Linked DNA regions of Mus musculus: region 2 is linked to region 1. A link is a contact called in public HiChIP or PLAC-seq data. All regions are on one chromosome and are shown on one strand. Each heading gives the region's core, a stretch centred on a gene start, on an enhancer-like site or on the middle of the called end of the contact. The rest is flanking DNA. Distances are from core to core; before and after follow the strand shown.

Region 1 (6,906 bases), core at 1,843-4,342:
TTTTATTTTAGAGAGCATGGGAATCTTGAGAATTGATGCTGCTTGGAATCAAGTCATGGGAATCCTGTTTAAAATTCAGTGTTCCCCTGCTTAGTTAAAGGGGGTTCTTGAAACGAAGAAGCTCCTTCTCACACATGGAGTACTTGTGACGTCTCTTACGGTTCTGAGAGCTGTTTAGGTATAGAGCTGGTTTCGGTTACTTTTCCTGGAAAAGGGAGCGTCTGGCTAGAATAGTTGAGGTGTATGGCAGGCTTGCTTGCTATGACAAGGTCAGGGCTTTACTTTATGATGGGATCTGCTTGCTCTTTGTGAAATTAGTAGGCCGCAGCTTGTGCTAAGTGGTCCTTGAGGTTCCAGCCCAGGTGTTATCGTTTCATGGATGCTCTTCCAAGTGTCTGGTAGCTTTGCTTCCGTTGTTTGAGTGCTTCAGTAAAGATGAGAAGCTACAGAAATGTACTATATAGCTTGTTGTATGTTTTACTGATTGTTTTCCATAAGAATAGGGTGAAAATCTTTTCAGTTTCTTTTATGCAGGCCTCAACTTTTCATTATTAGTCATAGTGCAGTAGCAACTATTCTGGCTTAACCTTTATAAGAATCTTCTACAGGCCGGGCGTGGTGGCACACACCTTTAATCCCAGCACTCGGGAGGCAGAGGCAGGCGGATTTCTGAGTTTGAGGCCAGCCTGGTCTACAGAGTGAGTTCCAGGACAGCCAGGGCTACACAGAGAAACCCTGTCTCGAAGCAAAACAAAACAAAACATCTTCTACAGGTGAAATTAACCATTCAGGCAAGGAACAGGCTTACATCTGTAATCCCAGCATTGGGGAGACTGAGTCAGGAGGAGGAAGGATAATCACGAATTTGGAGCCAGCCTAGTCTATGATGGTGAGTTTCAGTCTGGCCTCAGCGACAAAGTGAGACCATGGCTCAATTAAATAAAAACAACCACAAAAAAAACTACCACACTATCAAAGCACCAATGCAGATAGACCCTCGCATTGCGGTCACTTGTCTGTTGCCATGTATCCCAGCCAGCAGTATGGGTCTAGGCTTCTTTGCAGCAGACCTTGGAGTTTTATTTTCACCTCTCCTATGAAGGAAGCTGATTTACTGGGTGATTTGTGTGTTTCAGTGCCTGGCTGGCTTCTAGCTTTTTACCTTTCCTGGCCCAGTTTCATCATTTCTGAATGGTAAAAAAGCCTCTGACTGTGGGGCATGTGGGCAGGTCATAGCACCACAGATTTAGCTGTTGGTGTTGTAGAATTCTGTGCTCCAGGTCTGGTGGCCAGAGGAAGTCCTGGACGCACGTTGTCTGCCGCTGCTTTGGAGAGTTCCGGCATAGGTATCAAGACAAGACACTCTGGACTCTGCAAGCCCAGAGTGGTGTTTTGTAGCCCGCCACAGGAAGGTCTTAAAGGTATGAGCTGTCTCAGCTCCTGGGGACCCAGTAGCCTCAGTATTTACTTTTGTACTTAGAATGCACATATCCGGGGCTGGTGAGATGGCTCAGTGGGTAAGAGCACCCGACTGCTCTCCCGAAGGTCAGGAGTTCAAATCCCAGCAACCACATGGTGGCTCACAACCATCCGTAACGAGATCTGACGCCCTCTTCTGGAATGTCTGAAGACAGCTACAGTGTACTTACATATAATAAATAAATAAATCTTTAAAAAAAAAAAAAAAAAAAAAAGAACCAAATCTAGCTTTAAAAAAAAAAAAAAAAAGAATGCACATATCCCTAAGTCCACCCAGGAATTGTAGTGGAGATTTGAGGAGATTCTTAGACCATTGCTCTCTGTTCTTGGGGTACAGTAATATTGTGTAGCTGCAAGTGTTTTAAGGTTGAATAGAACTGTGTGGGTTACGGAATACACTGAGTAAGTGCAGGAAGGCTTGCCTCTTGCTCATCTCGGTTTTTCACATTGTGGACCAATGATCTCCAGTGAAAAATAACTCCTTCAAGAAAGTCAAGAGTACATACACATGTTCACAGCTTCTACTGATAAGCCTCAGACTCGGCATTCACCTTTTTGGAGGATGGATTTTTTTTTTTTTTTGAGACAGGGTTTCTCTGTGTAGCCCTGGCTGTCCTGGAACTCACTCTGTAGACCAGGCTGGCCTTGAACTCAGAAATCCGCCTGCCTCTTCCTCCCAAGTGCTGGGATTAAAGGCGTGTGCCACTGCCCGACTGGAGGATGGATTCTGTAGTTTCCTGGGTACTTGCTGAACATGCTGTATGATGCCATAGCAACATCACCTTCATCGTGAGAACCTGGGTCCTGGACTAGTAACACCCAGCAATAACTAGGGTGGGTATGGATAGTTCCTGGATGAGGAAATAGATTGAAATGTGGTTTTAAAAAGCCAGATGATGGTGAAGCATGCCTTAATCCCACTCACTTAGTCCCAGAGGTAGAGCCAGGTGATCTCTGAGTTTGAGACCAGCCTAGTCTAGTTCAGGACAGCCAGGGCTACACAGAGAAACCCTGTCTCAAAACAAAACAAAACTCAAAAGTTTTCATAAAAGGTCCCCCCCCCCCCCACACACACACCTTGGGCCTTTAGATTGCTAAGAACTATAGAACATGTGTGATTAGAAGCATGGATTTGGGTTGGTGAGGTGTGGATGAAAATCCAGTTTTGCCCCTAGCTACTTACCTTCAGCCCTTCCTGGATCCTGTTACATGGTGAAGATGTCAATAGACACTTGGATACCCTCTGATGTGGGCATCTCAAATTTTCCTTGGTCTCTTGGATTCTGTTCCAGTTTCCAGCCTCCAATTCTAAAACACTCTTCTCTCCAATTTCATAGTTTCAACTTTGTGTATTAGAAGCAGCCTTTCTCAAGCTGTACCCCAGAAAAACTAGGTATTGTTTTCTTCTTAAAGATACTCAAAGCTCTGTAAGTAAAGAACCACCACTCGGGAGCTGCTGACAGTTCTGCAGAAGGGGTGTTGGGCTGGCCCCTTGCTAGGTTCTTTGTAGGTGACCATTGGCACTAGGCTCATCAGGCCCTAGGCTTGGAGGAAGCCACTGTGATCATTGCATTTCTCTGGGGCAGGCTTAATCACTGGGCTGGTCAGGAGGAAGTTGGCATTGCCACTGTCAGAGGCTGTGGTATGACTCACCCGATATGACCTGGCAGTGCTGTGTCTCCTGTGGTTTAAAACATTCCTGGATTCACTTCCTGTGATTGATTACAAGCATATAGAGACCAAAGGTTTGGGGCAGAACAGCATCTACTTCCCTGATCACTGAAGTCTTTGGCTTAAAGTCCTGGACTCTTAACTAAACCTGAGAATTGGCTGCCCTCGGGCCTAGGTCTCTGCTGACCATCCTGCCCCTGGAGTCCTTCCTTCAGGCGCTCTGCCCTAACCACAGGCAAGCTGTAGGTTACCCCCAGAGTGTTGCAGTGGAATTTTCCTGGCAGATGGTGACATGGGAAGGAGAGTTAAATCCAGAGAACCTGGAGCTAGGGCTTCAGGTCTGTGCATGCTCAGCCTGGCGCTCTTGTGGGTATGCTCTGTCTACTGAGCATTGCTCCCTTGCTTTTCTCGGCATAAAGGTGAATTAAATAAAAGGAAGTTCTGAGTCCTGACATTTGTTTTAATGTTTTTTAAATGACACTATACTTGGGGGTTTGTATGTACAGGTACAGGTGAGTTTCTGCTCTGCAGTTCATCTAGGGCAGGTCTTCTGGAGCCACACCTGCTATGAGGGAAACGGAATTAAGGTCAAGTCTGATGGATCCAGCAGAGAAGACTTGGTTCTAAACTGCACCAGCCATTGCAGTAAACTCACCAGGTCCTAGATACAGAAGCACAGTTGCAGCTCATTACTTTTTTGTTTGGTTTTTGGTTTTGCGAGACAGGGTTTCTCTGTGTAGCCCTGGCTGTCCTGGAACTCACTCTGTAGACCAGGCTGGCCTCGAACTCAGAAAACTGCCTGCCTCTGCCCCCCAAGTGCTGGGATTCCAGACGTGCGCCACCACTGCCCAGCCAACCAGCTCATCACTTTTGAAATCCTGTTATAGGCTGGATGCCCTACCTTTAAAGATCATTCACAAACATCTGTTCTTGCAAGCCAGTAACCAAAAGTACCATTTCAGGTGTGAAGGACGATGTAGAAAGTGCTCCTGCCTGATAGCATATCAGAGGGTCCTAGTGGATCCTTTGAGATGACTGTGGCACATTTCTCCAAGAGAGTTGAGGTGGACCATGTACCCAGATGAGAAGACTGGCTTGTTTATAGGTGTGTGTGGGAAGCATAATGAGACTATCACCATGAACAGGTTGCCTGTGTTTCTAGCACTCCCTCCACCTTCAGTACAGTGCTAGCTAGTGCCTGCTGGATCTAAACCCCCTTTTAAACCTATTCCTGAAGCTTCTACCTTCATTTGGGTTTCTAGAACCTTTGGAATGCCAGGAAACCCACGTTTCTGGGTATTTAATAACATGCTTGCATGGGGTACTGAGGGGACCAGTATCTGGAAGGAAAGGCTCCTTAACGAGGAAGATGCAGATTATTTCTACCACCCCCACACCCTCAGCTGGCCCTTCTGAGGCATGGCCGGAGTTACCACTTTCTGAGCCACTTGAGCCTTCCTTCTCTTACTCCAGTTGCATGTTCTAGTGCAAAATTCTAATTCCTGACTTTTGCATTTTGTTTTGTGACTTCCTTACTGGTTTACTGTTTTAATGTGTCTGCATAAACCTGGGTGGCTTTGTCTCATGTAGTAAATACCTTCTTATCTTATTGATGAGAACAGTGAGGCACTGAAGGGTTAAGGGAATGGCTGAATCACCAGAACCAGGATCTATCCAATTTCTGGTCTGTCGAGAAAGCACTTGTAGATGGCTCCTGTTTATCTTACGTTTGGGTTCAAATCAAGGAAGCACAGGGGTGTGTGGGGTGCGTCAGTGCCTCACCTCTAAGTGCCCAGGGCCAGACTGCAAACATTTACATGACCCTGGAAAGCTTGGGTGTGGCACCCCTGAGTGATTCCAAGATCTTCTGGAAGCTACATGTCACCCAGGAAGGTAAACAGATTCTGCACTGTTTCTTACCTTGGAGCCAGGCCTCCACAAAAGCTCCATTTTCAAAAGGTCGGCCTGAATCCCCCTACAGCCAGGAACCCTACATTCTTCCGTGACTCACTTCCTATTTGGGTGGAAGCTTGTGGAGACAAAAATATTTCTAAGCTGCTTCCAGAGAAACAGGGCTCCGCCCCTCCCCCCCCCCCCCCCCCCCAGGGCCTTAAAGCAATAGGCCCTCCAGACATGCTGTCGCAGAGCTAATGAATTTTGGAGCAAGGCATGGTTTGAATCCAGTGGACCTGCTGCTATAACCCAGGGTCCAGGTGCTTCCTACCCCCTTGGTTCTCTGAAACTACACCTCCAGCACCCAAGGGACTCCCCAGAATCATTCATAGAAGGATCAGCACCGGTCTCACCTTGGCCTCCTTTGCATTTTGTCTCAAACTGGGTCTCAGTACTCTGACCCGCAGCCCATGTCATCTTAAGGTTTATCAAGTACTAAGCCAAGGCTGTGGATATATGAGGTGTGAGCAGGTTAAATGGTAGAAATAGGTGACTCCTTAAGGGCATGGTTTCAAAGCGGTCACCTCTTTAAGGACAGTCACGTGATTTGCCCTGTACCTGCCTCTGTGATTTGACCAGACTGAAGCACACTTGCACACTCAGCATTTTGATACTCCTACACTGGTCAGACTGGCCTTAGACTACAGGGATGTGCCTCCATTCCTTGCTTGTGTGTTCAGAGCACCTTGACTCAACGAAACCCACTGGGAGGTTCTGTTTTGGAAACCTGAAGAGTGGATTGGTGCTGTACCCTCCCCATCCTGGATTTGAGCTGGTGGTTCACCCAGGACCAGTGTGTGATGGTCACCCAGTGACCATCTTAGGGTCAGGTCCTGCTTCAGCCCTCTAACTTCTCATTCATTCCTAGATGAGGGATACAGCCATTCACCAGGGCTCTATCCAAAGTCCTTCCAGAGGTTCCAACTGTGGTTACAAACCTGTTAACCACTGGCCAGAGGCAAAAAACTCATGGCCAGTCCTGCAGAAACAGAGGTCAGCAGTCTTGAGGTACAGTGAGTTCCAGTTGTCACACCATTCTGATAAACGTTACCGAACCCTCCTGGGTGCTTTGAACACATGTACCATCTGGTAACCCTGGAAGCAGGAATGTGCACTTTCTCACAAAGGTAAGTGGCTTACTTCTCAAACTTGGACCCTTCGGAGCTTGAGATTCCATGGGAGAGTAACATTTGGGGTTATTTGATATCCTTGATATTGTGTGTCATGTTTTTAAGAATTATTTATTTCATGTATATGAGTACACTATCACTATCTTTAGACACACCAGAAGAGGGTATCAGATCCTGATTATAGATGTTTGTGAGCCACCATGTGTGTGCTTGGGAATTGAACTCAGAACCTTTGGAAGAGCAGTCATTGCTTTTAACCACTATGCCATCTCTCCAGCCACCCCTCCCCTTTAAATATTTATTTACTTTATGTACATGATTACACTGTAGTTGTCTTCAGACACACCAGAAGAGGGCATCAGATCACATTGCAGGTGGTTGTGAGCCATCGTGTGGTTGCTGGGACTTGAACTCAGGACCTTTGGAAGAACAGTCAGTGCTCTTAACCACTGAGCCATCTCTCCAGCCCTCCCATTAAGTTTTTAATCAACATCCTCCCACCAGACTTGATACCTTCACATCTCATGTTGATCTTCAGGCAGACTGCTGGTACACAAAGAACAGAAATAAATATCCAGCCATACTGCTTGCATGCACTCTTAAGTGAATGCTCAAAGCAGATGGTAGGAATTGATTTTCTGAATTAAGCTTAGTGTCTCTGTGTGTATATGTA
Region 2 (6,906 bases), core at 2,970-5,469, 310 kb after region 1:
TTAAGTCTGGTCCCTTCATCATCAGTTGGCATTTAATGGAAACCGTAGGACTGGGAATTGCTGAGGCAATTAGGACGATCTGGGATGTTGTACTAGGTAAGGAGGAATTTCTTTAAAGACAAACCCACACTTCAGAAGTCATACAAAAGCCACCTTGGTAACAGGAGCCATGAAGACTAAGGATGTTAACATCAATGGCAGTTCCAAACTGCCATTGCAAACACATTGCAAACACAAACATCAATTTGCAAACAAACCATTCAAGCAAAGACTGAAGTTGCCCATTAGGCAACTACACTGGCTGGTCATCAGAGAGCGAGGTAAGCTGCAAAAGATCAGAGCATGCTGAGTCATTAAAAATGTGTTTGCTTTTTAGTGGCTGGCCTTTTAAGAAATAACAGGCCATTTGAATTGAGTTCAGAGAATTCTGCTTTAGCAAGTCTTGCTACATGCATAGGCCTGCAGACATGGTCTTGGCTTGCTGGACAGCTTGCCATTAGCAGCTCTTGATAGGAAGGGTGGAGCAGGAAATATTTTTAAAATGGCAAAATCTTGTGCTATTGCCGGTTACTCTCTTGCCCTGGTGGTCTCGCCACCTCTATGGCTAGTCCCATGTAGTGATTGCCCATCTTGTATGGTTCTTTTGTTGCAGATTCTGTTTACATTTTCAGCCCTGGTAAAATCAAAACTCTAGAGGCTTGTGATTGATTTCTCAGTCAGATTTATATTAGTAAATTCTCAACCCACAAAATGCCCACACAATAAACTCAAAACTCAGTTGATATACACATAAGCTGTACACCTAGAAGGGGCAAATGCATCCTATTGTTATTTAATCATCTACCTAAGAAATCCCCAATACTTACGGCTCCCAGGACTGTGTGGTTCTGGCTCCTCTTCCTCTCCTATAGGTTCCGTCTTATCTCTTCTACTCCTTCCTTTCTTCCTCCCCTGTCTCTCTGCCCTTGTCTCTAAAATTCTTAGCCCACTTTCCTTTTCCACTGACCAATCACAGGCTCTTGCCTTATCTTGTGCCTGCCCTCACCTGGATATAGACAGCAATTTACATTTCCCCTTCTGTCCAGGTATGTCCTCTCAAATATAAATTGAACACAACTATTACCATTTTGTAAATTATAAAGTATAAGATATACCTAACATCTAGTCTATTATCTTTGACAGTTAAATAGAACACTGTTATCTAGCCTAACTTAAAAAAGGCTTATAAATCTTTTTTGTCTTTGTTTTAGCTTGTATATTATCTGAAAACTATCTTCTTAAATATATATTTTTCAATGTTAAATAGTCTGCATTGGCTATGAGATTATAACTAGTCTTTCAACCCCATCAGAAATCTGAGAACAACTGACATTATTTGAATATACAGCAAGTCTAACACAGCTTCTAGAACTGAAGCAAATTGTAGAGGCAGCTGTCTACCTATACAGCCCCAGTAAGTCAGAAGTTGGAGCATAGTCTTTAGCCTTCTGACCCAGAATATTTGGACAGATCTTGAAAAACAGGAATTATTAAGGACTAGCTTAATCTGTCTCAGCAGAACCAAGCTGTCCTAACCTGTAACTTGTGTCCTTTCAAGGACAGTATAGGTCTGCAGGAGAGATAGGCAACTTTTGCCCAGTGGCCACCTAGCCATAATGTATCACCTCACCTGGAGGTAAGATGCTCTGCTGCTTCTGTGAATCTATGAATAGGGAGCTGTTAGGAGCAGATATGTCTCAACAACAAGTGAATAAATAACATTAGATGTCACATTTTGTGGATTTCTGACATTTTTGAAAACTATCTATGTAAAGTAATCTGAACTTTTGTCTGTTAACTACCCTCAGCTATTTATAATTAAAATATTTGAAAATACCCTTACAATAAACTCAGAGCCATGAATTTGCTATCTGGTCCTTAATTCATAGGCTTAAACATCTTAGATCAGTTTGTAATGGCATTTATAGAAGGACTGGGTCTAAGTCTAGTACTTTAAAATTTTTTCTATCAATAGAAGAAATTTATACAAAAGAAAGCCTTGATTTTGTATCAAAGTAAATTTTGTATCAAAACAAGAAATTATGACTTCAACTTAGAAATTATTGTAAAGATTTCAACCAAAAGAGATTATGGCTGTATAATCAATTTTAGCTATTTCCTCCCTGTTCAAATTATGAACATTTTAAAATTCCCCAGAAAGACAACTAGGATAACCACCTCTAGATTCCTAAGTCTAGGGAACTGGGCAATGACTCTATAACTTCTTCAAGCTGAGTATGGATGTTGAGATATCTTTGAAGGGGGAAAGGATAGGGAAAATGGGGGAGTTGGTTGCCTTAAGAAGGCCACACCAATGATTGTTTTAATCTCTGATATCTGTGTCCTGACTGGATCTAGCTGAAGTTCAAGAGATCTGGAGGGTAAGTAATCAGTTTAATATGACTTACTATGAGACATACCAAGGCTGTATATTCTGTAATATATAAATCTTAAAACAAAATTTTAGTATCATCAAGATATCTGTATGCATTGTATTAGTTTGTGTAGGGTGTTCAGACTAGCTAGGATGAAATTTTGCTCTAATCATAAGTCTTCATTCATGCCATGTGAAGGATGGCACAAAGAATTTGTTTGTTTGTTTGATTCACCTGAATCTATTTTTGGGTGGTCTTCCCCATCATATCTGATTCATATAACTATGGAAGGTGTATAGATACTAATCACTTTTTCTAAAATCTTTATTCCAAATCAGCATATCCTTCAATTGGCAACCAGGAAAGCTTGTATTTTTCTCTCTCTTCTAGAGGAATAATAAAACAACAAAAAAACTATATTCTCTCTTTCTAACTATAAAAACAATTTAATCACACTTCTATTAATACCTGTTAATAAGAAGCAGGCAGCTAGTCAAACCAGGATTTTAACCCAAAATTTCCGTGGAGCCCACGAACAAAGAACAGAGTTTCCTGTAGACTTTAATATATCATTTATATGTTATGTTCTCTATCTGAAATCAGACTTCCACTTATTAATTCTTTTTATAGAATCTATCTGTTATATTCTCTACCTGGAGCCACAGACTTCTATCAATACCTGTTTATTGCAGGCAGTTATCACTGCTCTCTACTTGGAGTCAGTGACTAATTTTCCCTATTCTAGTTCTGAATTGTAGGTGAAATTTCCCATATGATTTGGACAAAATCTGTATATATCTACCTTAAAAACAAATAATCCTAATTTTATAAATTTATAGTTAAATCAATATCTGTCCCAAGAAGTAGGCAGCTTCTATTCAACCATCAGAGCAGCCATCTTGCTTCTTTTCACAGCAGGGGACCTTAGAGCCCTCTTTCTTTGGTTTAAGGTTCCTGTGCCTGACGCATTATGTGACCCAACTCTGTTTTGATTTGGTCACCCAGACTAAATCTCTAACTCTTAGGCTAAGAATCACAAATTTTTTAGTAGATTTCTGCCCCACATTAGGCGCCACCTGCAGTGGGAAATATTTAAAAAGGCAAAATCTTTCGCTATTGCTGGTTACTCTCTGGCTCCTATGGTCTTGCCACCTTTATGGGTAGCTCCATGTAGTGACTTCCCATCTTGTGTGGTTTTGTTGTTGCAGATTCTGTTTACATTGTCAGCCCTGGTAAAATCAAAACTCTAGAGGCTTGTGATTGATTTATCAGTCAGATTTATATTAGTAAATTCTCAACCCACAAAATGCCCACACAATGAACTCAAAACTCAGTTGATATAAACAAAAGCTATATCCCTAGATGGGGCATACACACCCTACTGTTATTTAATCACATACCTAAGGAATCTCCAATATTTATGGCTCCCAGACCTGTGTGGTTATGGCTTCTCTTCCTCTTCTATAGGTTCTATTTTTATCTCTTTTCCTCCTTTCTTTCTTCTTCCCCTGTCTCTCTGCCCTTGTCTCTAAATTTCTTAGCCCACTTTCCTTTTCCACTGCCCAATCACAGGCTCTCGCCTTATTTTGTGCCTGCCCTCACCTACTACATATAGACAAAAATCAACAGAAGGGGCTTCATTTATCTTCAGATCACTTTAGCTCTTACTGGTGGCTGGTGGGTTCAGAGTTGAAGAAGTTAGAGTCATGCATTCCAGAGCATCACAACTCAAGACAATTACACATGCTTCCCTATGTGACACTTGCAAATAGCAAATATGTAGAAGTCAAGCAGAAGATTTATATGCTTTTTGACCACAAGTACCAGTATCTGAGTATGTGTGTTTATATAGGTAGAGGCTTACAGGGTTGAGAGACACAGAAGTGAAAATATCTTTAGTTTCTATAGTGACTAATAGTGATTGTCAACTTGATAGGTTTAGAGTCATTTAGGAGACAAGCCTCTGGGCCTCACATAATCTGGGATTATTCAGCACATACTCATTGAAGTGGTGTAAGACCCCTACCCTCAGTCAGTGGTACTTACTTCGAGATGCCCATGAGTGAGACACCAAGATGCAAATCGATGCAAAAACAAGAGGTTTATTTTCTGGTGCATTGGGATTGATCTTCAATTAGTCCCTCAAGATAAGTGACTAGAAGGCGGCCAGTAATGGCTATTACAAACAGTTTTTATATTTTTTAGGGGTACATCTGCAAGGTTACAGTTCAAACTTATTGGCTAAGCATATTGACCTTTAAATCTATTGGCTAGCAAATATGACGTGCATTTGAACTCTACCTGGGACTTTCCAGAGGGTCAGGTGACCGTCAGTCAGTACATTCTGTGGTTTTTCTGAGAATGAGAATTGTTTACTCAAGAATGTTCCTGTGGGTGGAGAACAGAACTTGGCCTAGCCTTGACCCCAGGAAGGAGGAGGAATCTGTAAGGGGGGACAGTGTAAGTCTGGCATAAACCTTTAGGGTCCTTCAGTGGGAAGATCCACCATAAATATGGGTGGCACCATCCCATTGGGTCATAAAAATGAGACAGTGAGCTGAGTACAGACACACATCACTCTCTGCTCCCTGCCTGTGGATGCAGCGTGCCCAGCTGCTCCTAGCTCCTGCTTCCAGGCCTTCCTTGCCAGAAGGACTGTACCCTGAACTAAGAGCTGGAATTGCCCCTCCTTTCCTCACATTGGTTTGTCTTGTCAGGCATTTCATGGCAGCATCAGAAACCCTCTGCCTTTCCATCACTTTTTTATTCCTTCTGCCCAAGGCAAACTCTAATCTATTTTCTGTCTCTATGCATTTTATTTTTCTAGGCTTTTGTATGATAAAATCACATAGTATGTGGGCTATTGTATCTGTTTCCTTTCACTTAGCATAATGTTTTTGTGGCTCATCCATTAGACGTACTTGGAAGCAATATTACACCATTAATATACAATTTTATCTTTTTTCCTTTATCAGTGGCATGCTTGCTCATCTCAATAATGGCTGAGATTTGATCCCTCATTGCTAAAGCTAGCAGTTACTTTTTTTTTTTGCCTTTGTTCACCTTTTAAGAACTAGTAAAGGCTGAAATGAAATGAAATAGCTAAATAAATCATATCAAAAAGACAGCAATGGTGCAGGAAAGACCATTTGGCAAAAAAGCTGACTGCCCAGGCAGGGACTTGTTGAATATGTGTGAAAGTTAAGTTTCAGCACACATGTTTGATTTATAGATATTAGTGACAGTGCCACCCCTGCATTGAATTGAAGCCTTTAATGGACTCTCAGTGAGTGTTATTACCATTGTCTTCCGCATCCCTCAGATAGCAACAGCTACCTTTGTCTGAGTTCACATGTGTGCTAGACTTTGCAGTTTGGTTCCCACACATTTTCACTCTGTCCCTAGCTATGATTTGACTGTACCTTATCATTGCTATTAGTGTTTGTAGATGCAGGGTCTTATGAAACTCAGGCTGGCTTTGAATTCATTATGTAGTTGAGGATGACCTGAAACACCTTACCCTACTGTCTCCTCCTTTCAGGGTTAAGAACATAGGCTTCACCTCAAAGTTTTTGCAGACTTGTGGCTCCAGCCTGGGGCCTCACACTTGCTAGGCAATCAGTCTATCAACTGTTTCATCCCTAGCCTCAGTTTGCTTTTTATTTTATCATTATTTCTATTTCTCAGATGGTTTAAAGGCACTTTAAACCCTAAATGCTAGTCCAGCAGCTATCATGATGTATAGATAGATGCAGAGACAAAAGTGGATCACAGAGTGTCTATGTCTATGCATTAACTGTAAAGAGATCATACTGTGTAGAGCGAGTTTAATACCTAGTCTAATGCCTTGGGATCCACAGCCCAATCTCTCTGTTTCCTTACATATGAGACAAGCAAGCTTTATTTTTATGCTTATGACCTTTTAGTCTGTTTTATTTAAAGGGGTGAAGGAAGATCATAAAGGACAATGCTGGGATACATTGTGGGAAGGCATGTCTCTGTATACTCATATGTTAATTCTGAACCTGCAGAGAGCTAAATGCTGCCAGAATCTTGGTATTGTTTCTTCCTTACTAGCCTAGATGGAACCTAGACTTGTATCTGAATGATCTTAATAAAGATCTGATCCAATAGCTGAGCAAGAAGTAGAAGGCAGAACTTTCAAGAGAGGGGCAGGGGCAGCTGGGAGAAGAAAGAAGAGGTAGGAGATCCGCTAGAGGATACAGAGGTGAAGGATTGACCAGAACAGAGCAGAGAGGTAGATGTAGCCATGGGGAAGGATGTGATCCTAGGATTAGTCAGATAATGCTAGATGGCTAGTTGGGAGACTGCCCTACAAAAAGACTCAAGCTTAAAATATTAAAAAGCCTCTGTGTCATTATTTATACTGCTTGTGGGTCTGAAAGTCCTGCTATAGGACAGATTTGGAATCCAGAGTTTGAAGTATAAAGGGGGATCTGAGTGGACATACAGGGGAGGAAAAGGTGCACTA

The links. HiChIP or PLAC-seq counts read pairs in DNA pulled down with a chosen protein or histone mark.
Region 2: a FOXA1 HiChIP or PLAC-seq map of pancreatic cancer cells shows a contact between it and region 1. The contact joins two enhancer-like sites. A contact is called at or near these places in 2 of 115 datasets of contacts at active chromatin or transcription factors (embryonic stem cells and pancreatic cancer cells).

The regions. Positions count from the first base shown.
Region 1 is chr16:8,859,344-8,866,249 of GRCm38.p6, forward strand. No RefSeq gene overlaps it. Among named protein-coding and RNA genes, the nearest start is that of Gm30310, 19 kb to the right of the region's middle. Within about 2 kb of position 3,093, at least 157 of the 459 cell types and tissues checked have an H3K27ac peak or open chromatin away from gene starts, as enhancers often do. A contact at or near this core is called in pancreatic cancer cells, where this site is marked.
Region 2 is chr16:9,171,877-9,178,782 of GRCm38.p6, forward strand. No RefSeq gene overlaps it. Among named protein-coding and RNA genes, the nearest start is that of Gm41418, 100 kb to the right of the region's middle. Within about 2 kb of position 4,220, at least 16 of the 459 cell types and tissues checked have an H3K27ac peak or open chromatin away from gene starts, as enhancers often do. A contact at or near this core is called in pancreatic cancer cells, where this site is marked.